2 separate regions of the Sus scrofa genome follow, and region 1 is linked to region 2. A link is a contact called in public promoter capture Hi-C data. All regions are on one chromosome and are shown on one strand. Each heading gives the region's core, a stretch centred on a gene start, on an enhancer-like site or on the middle of the called end of the contact. The rest is flanking DNA. Distances are from core to core; before and after follow the strand shown. Region 1 holds the start of KBTBD8 (kelch repeat and BTB domain-containing protein 8). Region 2 holds the start of SLC25A26 (S-adenosylmethionine mitochondrial carrier protein).

The links. Promoter capture Hi-C pulls out the DNA fragments that hold promoters and counts their contacts.
Region 1: a promoter capture Hi-C map of liver shows a contact between it and region 2, with 5 times the contacts expected there. The contact joins the promoter of KBTBD8 here to the promoter of SLC25A26 in region 2. A contact is called at or near these places in 1 of 5 promoter capture datasets (liver), 1 of 47 Hi-C or Micro-C datasets (skeletal muscle) and 1 of 2 datasets of contacts at active chromatin or transcription factors (skeletal muscle).

What each region holds. Positions count from the first base shown.
Region 1 is chr13:48,485,619-48,488,824 of Sscrofa11.1, forward strand. KBTBD8 (kelch repeat and BTB domain-containing protein 8) reads left to right here and starts at 1,301. Exons shown (of 4, transcript XM_003358491.5): 1 at 1,301-1,423; 2 at 2,065-2,275. The coding sequence starts at 1,408.
Region 2 is chr13:47,741,585-47,744,818 of Sscrofa11.1, forward strand. It overlaps SLC25A26 (S-adenosylmethionine mitochondrial carrier protein), which reads left to right and starts at 1,903. Exons shown (of 10, transcript XM_003358494.5): 1 at 1,903-2,168. The coding sequence starts at 2,136.

The DNA of each region.
Region 1 (3,206 bases), core at 51-2,550, 740 kb after region 2:
GTGGGTTGGACCCCTGGGAACTTCCACATGCAGCCGCAAAAGAGGTCAGTTAAAAAAAAAAATTGAACTGTTGGCTCTTTTCAGGGTTAGAAATGCTATGCTCATGGACTATCTCCACTAAAAATTCCTTCCCTTCCCACTCACTGATAAAATTGCCTTAAATTTCAAACATCTAGAAATAGCATTTCTGACATTAGCTCATTTCTGACTTACATTTTTTTAAAATATTAAGTATCTATAATGTGCCAGGCACCCTGTTAGATGCTAGAAACAGGAGACAAGAAAATGAAAACATGTCAACAGTAAAATTTGTATTTTCTTTCAAAAGGCTTGCAGCCTGTGAAGCAGATGGAATAGGAATAATTATTCACACATTACCGGTGAAGGAGCTAAACATTTCAAGAATTAAAGGGTCTTGTGTATGGTCCCACATTAAGAAGTAAAGAGTCAGAGATTCAGTACTTGTCCCTAATCCTGGGCTCAGGGCACTTTCCAGTATTTCTTCAAAGGAAATCCCAGACTACTAAGTATCTCAACACCTCACTTTCTCAGGAACATAAAAGGAAATCACCTTGAAACCCTTTATAATGTTCATGTGCTCTTAAAAATGGAACAGGTGTTCCCTGGATGCTCGAGAAAAGCAAGGCTTTGAGTGAGAGTTAAAGATCCTGAGCAGCCGTTGTAACCAGAACAAGTTAATCTGTGGAAACAGGAAGACTCAGCCAAGGCGATGCTATTTCAATTGGGTGTCACAGGTGACTCATCAGAGATGGCTTGCTTTCGGCCTCCCGATATTTTTCTTCGGAGTGGGGTGTCAGATTTCCTTCACAATTTTGGACAACAGCCCTCTTGTCCATTTCCAAATTTGTCTGGTTTCACAGCCCTCACGCGGACCCCCACATTCATACCGGAAGCTGAACATTGGCAGGAGATTTAGGAAACGAAAGACCAGGTGGAAAAAAGAAAAAAAAAGATCGGGGGGCCTCGAGAGAGGCCTAAAATGGGGACATTCGCACTTCAAGAGCTTTCCCTAACCTCGCCTCTCAGAATGACAGCTCTCCTCAGCCAGAAGACTACCTCTCCCGGCAGGCACTGCGCGCCTTGCAGACACAGGCTGGTGGGCTCCCTGCTCTCCTCCTCCTCCCGAACCACCCAATAGGAGTCGCCGGCTTAGGCCTCCACCCGACCCAGACCACGCGGGAGCGGGGACAATAAAACTACATTTCCCGACGCGCTTTCGCACTCCTCGTGGCCAATAGGCGCCCGGAGTTCGGAGGCTACGGGCGGAGCCGGATGCGTAGGACACCCCATTGGCTAGGGGCAGCTTAGAAGAGCCGGAACCCGGGAGAGAGAGAAGCGAAATGACATTTCCTCTTTAAATAGCTGGAGCCCGGGCCCCGTCGAGAAATGGCCGCGTCGGCAGGTGGGTCGTGTGGTGGTTACCGAGGTGTGGAGGGGTGGTGGGCCTGGGGCCAAGCTCAGGCTGCGAGCTGAGGCGGCAGCGATGAGGAGCGGGAAAGAAGGATGGATAGGTGGACAGGGATGAGGGGAGGGAGGATGAATGGCGTGGAGGGAGGTGGGCGGTCCGGCTGGACAGGGATGGGGAGGCCGGGTACCCGCCTCCGCTCCGACCTGTTCACTAGGCGGTTGAGGGGGCCACTGGCGGCCACCATCCATCGAGCTTCCCTCGTGAGGCTCCTGCCCTGCGCTCTTAGCTGGGACGTTCCGGCTGTGGCGGAGTCCTCGTAGACACCTCGCCAATTCAGCCCGCACGGTCCCTCCGCGAGCACCGGGCTTCGAGCTCGCCGGGCTCCCAGAGGAACAGGCTGGTTGTTGGAACTTGCATCGCAGCTCGCTCTTGCCCAGATCCTACCTCGCGGTCCTATTTGGGAGTGTCTGTATACAAGTATGTATTTAGAAGGGGGGAGGACAAACCAAACAACCCCTCCCCCCCAAAAAAAAATCCGACCCCACAACAACAAGACTAAACAAAGAAACCAATAAAACCCCGCGACGGTGAAACTGACTCCGAACTTCTTGTGGTTGATTTTTTTTTCCTGCTAGATTTAAATAAGTCTTCCCCAACACCGAATGGGATTCCATCTTCAGACACAGCCAGCGAAGCCATGGACCCCTTCCATGCTTGCAGTATTCTTAAGCAACTCAAAACAATGTACGATGAAGGGCAGCTAACAGACATTGTAGTGGAAGTGGATCACGGGAAAACATTTTCCTGTCATAGAAACGTTCTTGCTGCAATCAGCCCTTACTTCAGGTATGATGATGGTGGAAACTTCTATTGAGATCTGCACCGAGTTCCCTTTTTCCCTCAGTATTGCCCACTTGATTATTATACTGAGATGCGACAATGAAATGAAACCAATGGATTTGTTTGCAGAAAATACATAACTGGCCCTATTTTATTAAGCCTTTTTTTGAGGTGGGGGGGGTACTTGACAGATTCTTCTAGAATTCAGGTGGCTGGTTTTTAAGTCAGTGAATATGTTTCTGTTTGTTTCAGAAAATCTAAAATTGTACTGTCCAATATGGCAGCCACTAGCCACATGTGGCTATTAAAACTTCGATTATCTAAAATCAAATTAAAAATTAAGTTCCTTAGTACACTGGCCATGTTTAAAGTGCCCAGTAACCACATGTAGGTAGTGGCTGCCACATTGTACAGCACAGATATAGAACGTTTCCGTCACTGAGAGTTTTATTGGACAGTGCTGATCTGGAATTTGTTCCAGAATTTTATCCAAGATTTCTTTAGTTCACGTTAACTCTTTTAGAATTTAAAACATAATAGCCTGTTTTTTTAAAAAAAGAAATTACCCATTTAATGGATTGTTTTAATGCCATGGGGATAACAGCAATGAAATAAAAATGAATGCAATCTAGGTTCTATGTGTCTTAGACCCCAGACTAGTGATTATTTCTAAGATTTCCAGAAGTATTTTTAAGCTCAGTTTTCATTTTCATTTAAACTCATATTTATATATCATAAAATTTGAAAAGTAAAATTTTAAAACTTGAGTCTAAAAAATAATTTCATTCTCTAAGAAAATATCAGTGAAAGAGGCAATTTCCTGTTTAACTTCTGTTTTTGTTTCAAGTTCTCACTTTAAGCCTTTTAGTATTCAAAAATGGTGCATGAATGACTGTGAAATAATATTCTCAACCACACCCTAAATGTGCTTTTTCCT
Region 2 (3,234 bases), core at 653-3,152:
GTTTAAAAGTAAACTTGGCCTAGAGTGGTAGATTTGAGAAAGACAATATAATAATTTCACACATCTAATGCAAACTAGTACTTACCTGATTTTCTATATCTTTTACAATAGAAGATTTGCGAATATTTACTCTGTCTGCATGTGGTGACAATGAGAATGCATTGAAATACGCCATTTAGAAGGCATGTACAAATGATAATGGATCTTTCCATTAGCATTTCATGAAAAGGAGGCCCCAGGTCATGTTTGTAATATTTGTATTTCCTGAAGGGTTTGTAGTGAGAATACCTGATGAAGCTTTTACCTTTGTATAATGGAACATAACATTTATGTCTTGCTCTCTCTTAGATCACGGACTCTGGGGAAACCAGCTGCCGCATCATGAGATCACTCAAGCAACCCTGTGGAGGGGTCTCTGTGATGAAGAACGGAGACCACCTGCCAATAGCTAGTACTAATTTGGCAGCCATGGAAATAAGCCATTTGGGAGGTGGATCTTCCAGACGAAATCACTTCTTTAGATAAAGCCCGAGAGTTGATGCCTTGACTGCAACCTCATCAAAGAGACCCCGAGACTGAACTGAGACAGGTTGGGACTTGGGACACTTTGCTGCAGTGGTTGCACCTGGACAAACCTCTTCTAGAGTAACAAGATAACAAAGAAACTATAAGGGACTAAAAATAACTGTATGCATGAGCAACTTTGGCAAATTATGAACAAGATACAAGAAGACCAAAACCCAATTGCCACTTCTCAGGAGTCAGGAGCAAAAGCAGGGTATGACCCATGAACCCTGCACAAACCACCACCAAACTACCCAAGCCATCTCTCAGGCCTGGCCCCTGGACCTGCCCCTACCCTCACCCCACATAAGGGGCCAGCTCCACCCTGACTTCCCCAGCAAGCAAGGGCACCTGTTACTTGTTTACACTGCCTCATGCTATAGCACAGTGCTAATAAAGCCTACCAAGTTTCTTGCTGGCCTCTTATCAATTTCTTTTGATTAAAAAAATCCATAAATCCTGGTCAATACCAGAACCACTCACGTAAGCCACTTCCAGATTCCTTGGGGTTCAGAATTTAAACCGTAAAAGTATTCTGCTCATCACTTCTAGATCATCTCAACTAGAAGAGAATAGCAACTAGAAGATTCTAGTAGTGGTATGAAGAACAGATTGAAGAAAAGCAGACAAAGAGCGTGCTAAGGCAGTTGCAGGTGTTTTAAAGAAAGATGACAAGGACATTAGGTAAAACTTAAAGATTGGGTCGGCTACTGAACCTCTTTGGAGCATCAGAGCTTCTGTAAAATAAGAATGGTAATGGTGCTTATCTTATAAAGTGGTTGTATTGAAGCATCACATCTGAGATGTAGGTGGCCCTTAATAGAAGGAAACTTAGAAAGTATTTAATAAATGTAAAGGCAGGTCTACTTCGAGAAGTCTTTTATCAAGTATTTAAATAAAGTGATCTTCGAGGTGTGCAACTGGTATCACAGCGAGCAAGATGAACAAGTAAATAACGCAAAGTATATAATTTTAAGTGCAAAACTGCCCTTAGATGATAATTTTTAGCTGTGCAAGGAAACTTTTGAAACATTTTTCTATATTTAATAATTTCCTGATAACGAGTCTGTTTAATGGCAGTTCAAACAAAATTTCTACAGATTAAACGAAGAGGTAAAGCCAAAATAAAAAAATCTACTAGAAACGACTGGCCTTTCACTTGAAACTAGTCCGGCTGCTCCACGGCCCCGCCTCCCACTATGGCCACGCCTCTTTTGGGTTTACACTTTGGCTTCACTATGCTCTCACTGGATGGCTCCGTGCGCCTTGCCCACGCTCATTGGCTCGCGAGAGTTCCTCTATTTAGCCTACTCAGAAGCGTTACGAAATGGAGGCAGAGAAGAGTCGCGAGATTTGGCTCCACCACACTTTCCAGGATCCTCCCTTCCTTCCTGGTTCCCCTTCGGCCCAGCTTCCCCAGTTGCACGTGTAGTTGTTGTGGTTCTGTCTCACGTGGCCACTGAAGGGCCTGCGTTACACGCCCCGCCCCCAACATGGCGGCTCCAGTGCCGCGGGCCGCGACCTGCCTCTGCTCAGCTTTGAATTATAGGCCTGACTGAGTCTTTGAGGCCATGGACCAACCTGGGTTCACAGCCTCGCTGGTGGTGAGTACGGGGCGGTAGGGAGGGGCGCTCAGAGTGCGGGAGTCCTGTGCTGGAGCCCGTGGTGACTGCTCTGCTCTAGCACCTTCTTCCGGTTTTGCGCGCTGAATCGTCCCCGGTCACCGGTTGTGGGAGGAAGCGCGCGGTTCCTGGGCCACACTGGGCCTCGTGTCACAGTTCTATATTTCCTACCCCTATGCCAGAAAGAGACGGGGTGGGGGGAGTGGGGTAGGGGTAGATACATTTCGTTGTATCTTTTTTCAGTTTTGGAAAATGACGGATCCATTCATCCAATACATAATTAATCTACTTATTCTACTTCCAAGCGTTCTTCTAGGCTTTGGGTATACTAATAAGCGCAAATAGCTGTGCTGTGGAGCCAGCAAGTCAGTGGTGTGTAATTCCTTAGAAAACAACGAGATTCAACGTATCTTAACTTCAAAACCCAAAAAGAAATCCTTTAATATTTTGAAACCGTTCTTACAACAGGTCCAGTAGGGCATACTGGACACAGAAGTGAACCAGACAGAAATTGGCTGCTTGTGTTTTCATTCTAGGGGAGTGGGCAGAGGCAGAAGATAACATGCCTTTTCAAAACTTCTGAGAAATGGAGATCTAGAGGAATTTCTTCATTTAATTATGAAGTGTTTTTGCAGGTGTTGGAGATAACATGGTGATCAAAATAGATCTGCACGGGTGGTGGAGGCAGAATAGTGAAATGATTGTTATCATAAATGATTTGAGGGTTAGTTTCAGAGTGTTAGGGAAAGATGTGGAAGGGGTATGTTACCCAGGCTTGTGGAATGATGGTTTTAAATCTAGATTTGCTCGGATTTGTGTAAACTAGGTATTAGAAGTGCATTACTTTGAAGGCATTTTCCTGTTAAGCTGGTAGTACTTGTGACAGTCGCTCTGCTGGGAACTGGGGTAAGCTCTTTACATACGTCATTTCATTTAACTCTGACAAACCATTGAAATCTTATCCAGTTTTCCAGATGAGGGGAGTGAGGAATAGTATATGAGTTAATTTGTCCAAAGTCACACAAGTAAGATCCTTTGGTGTATGTAA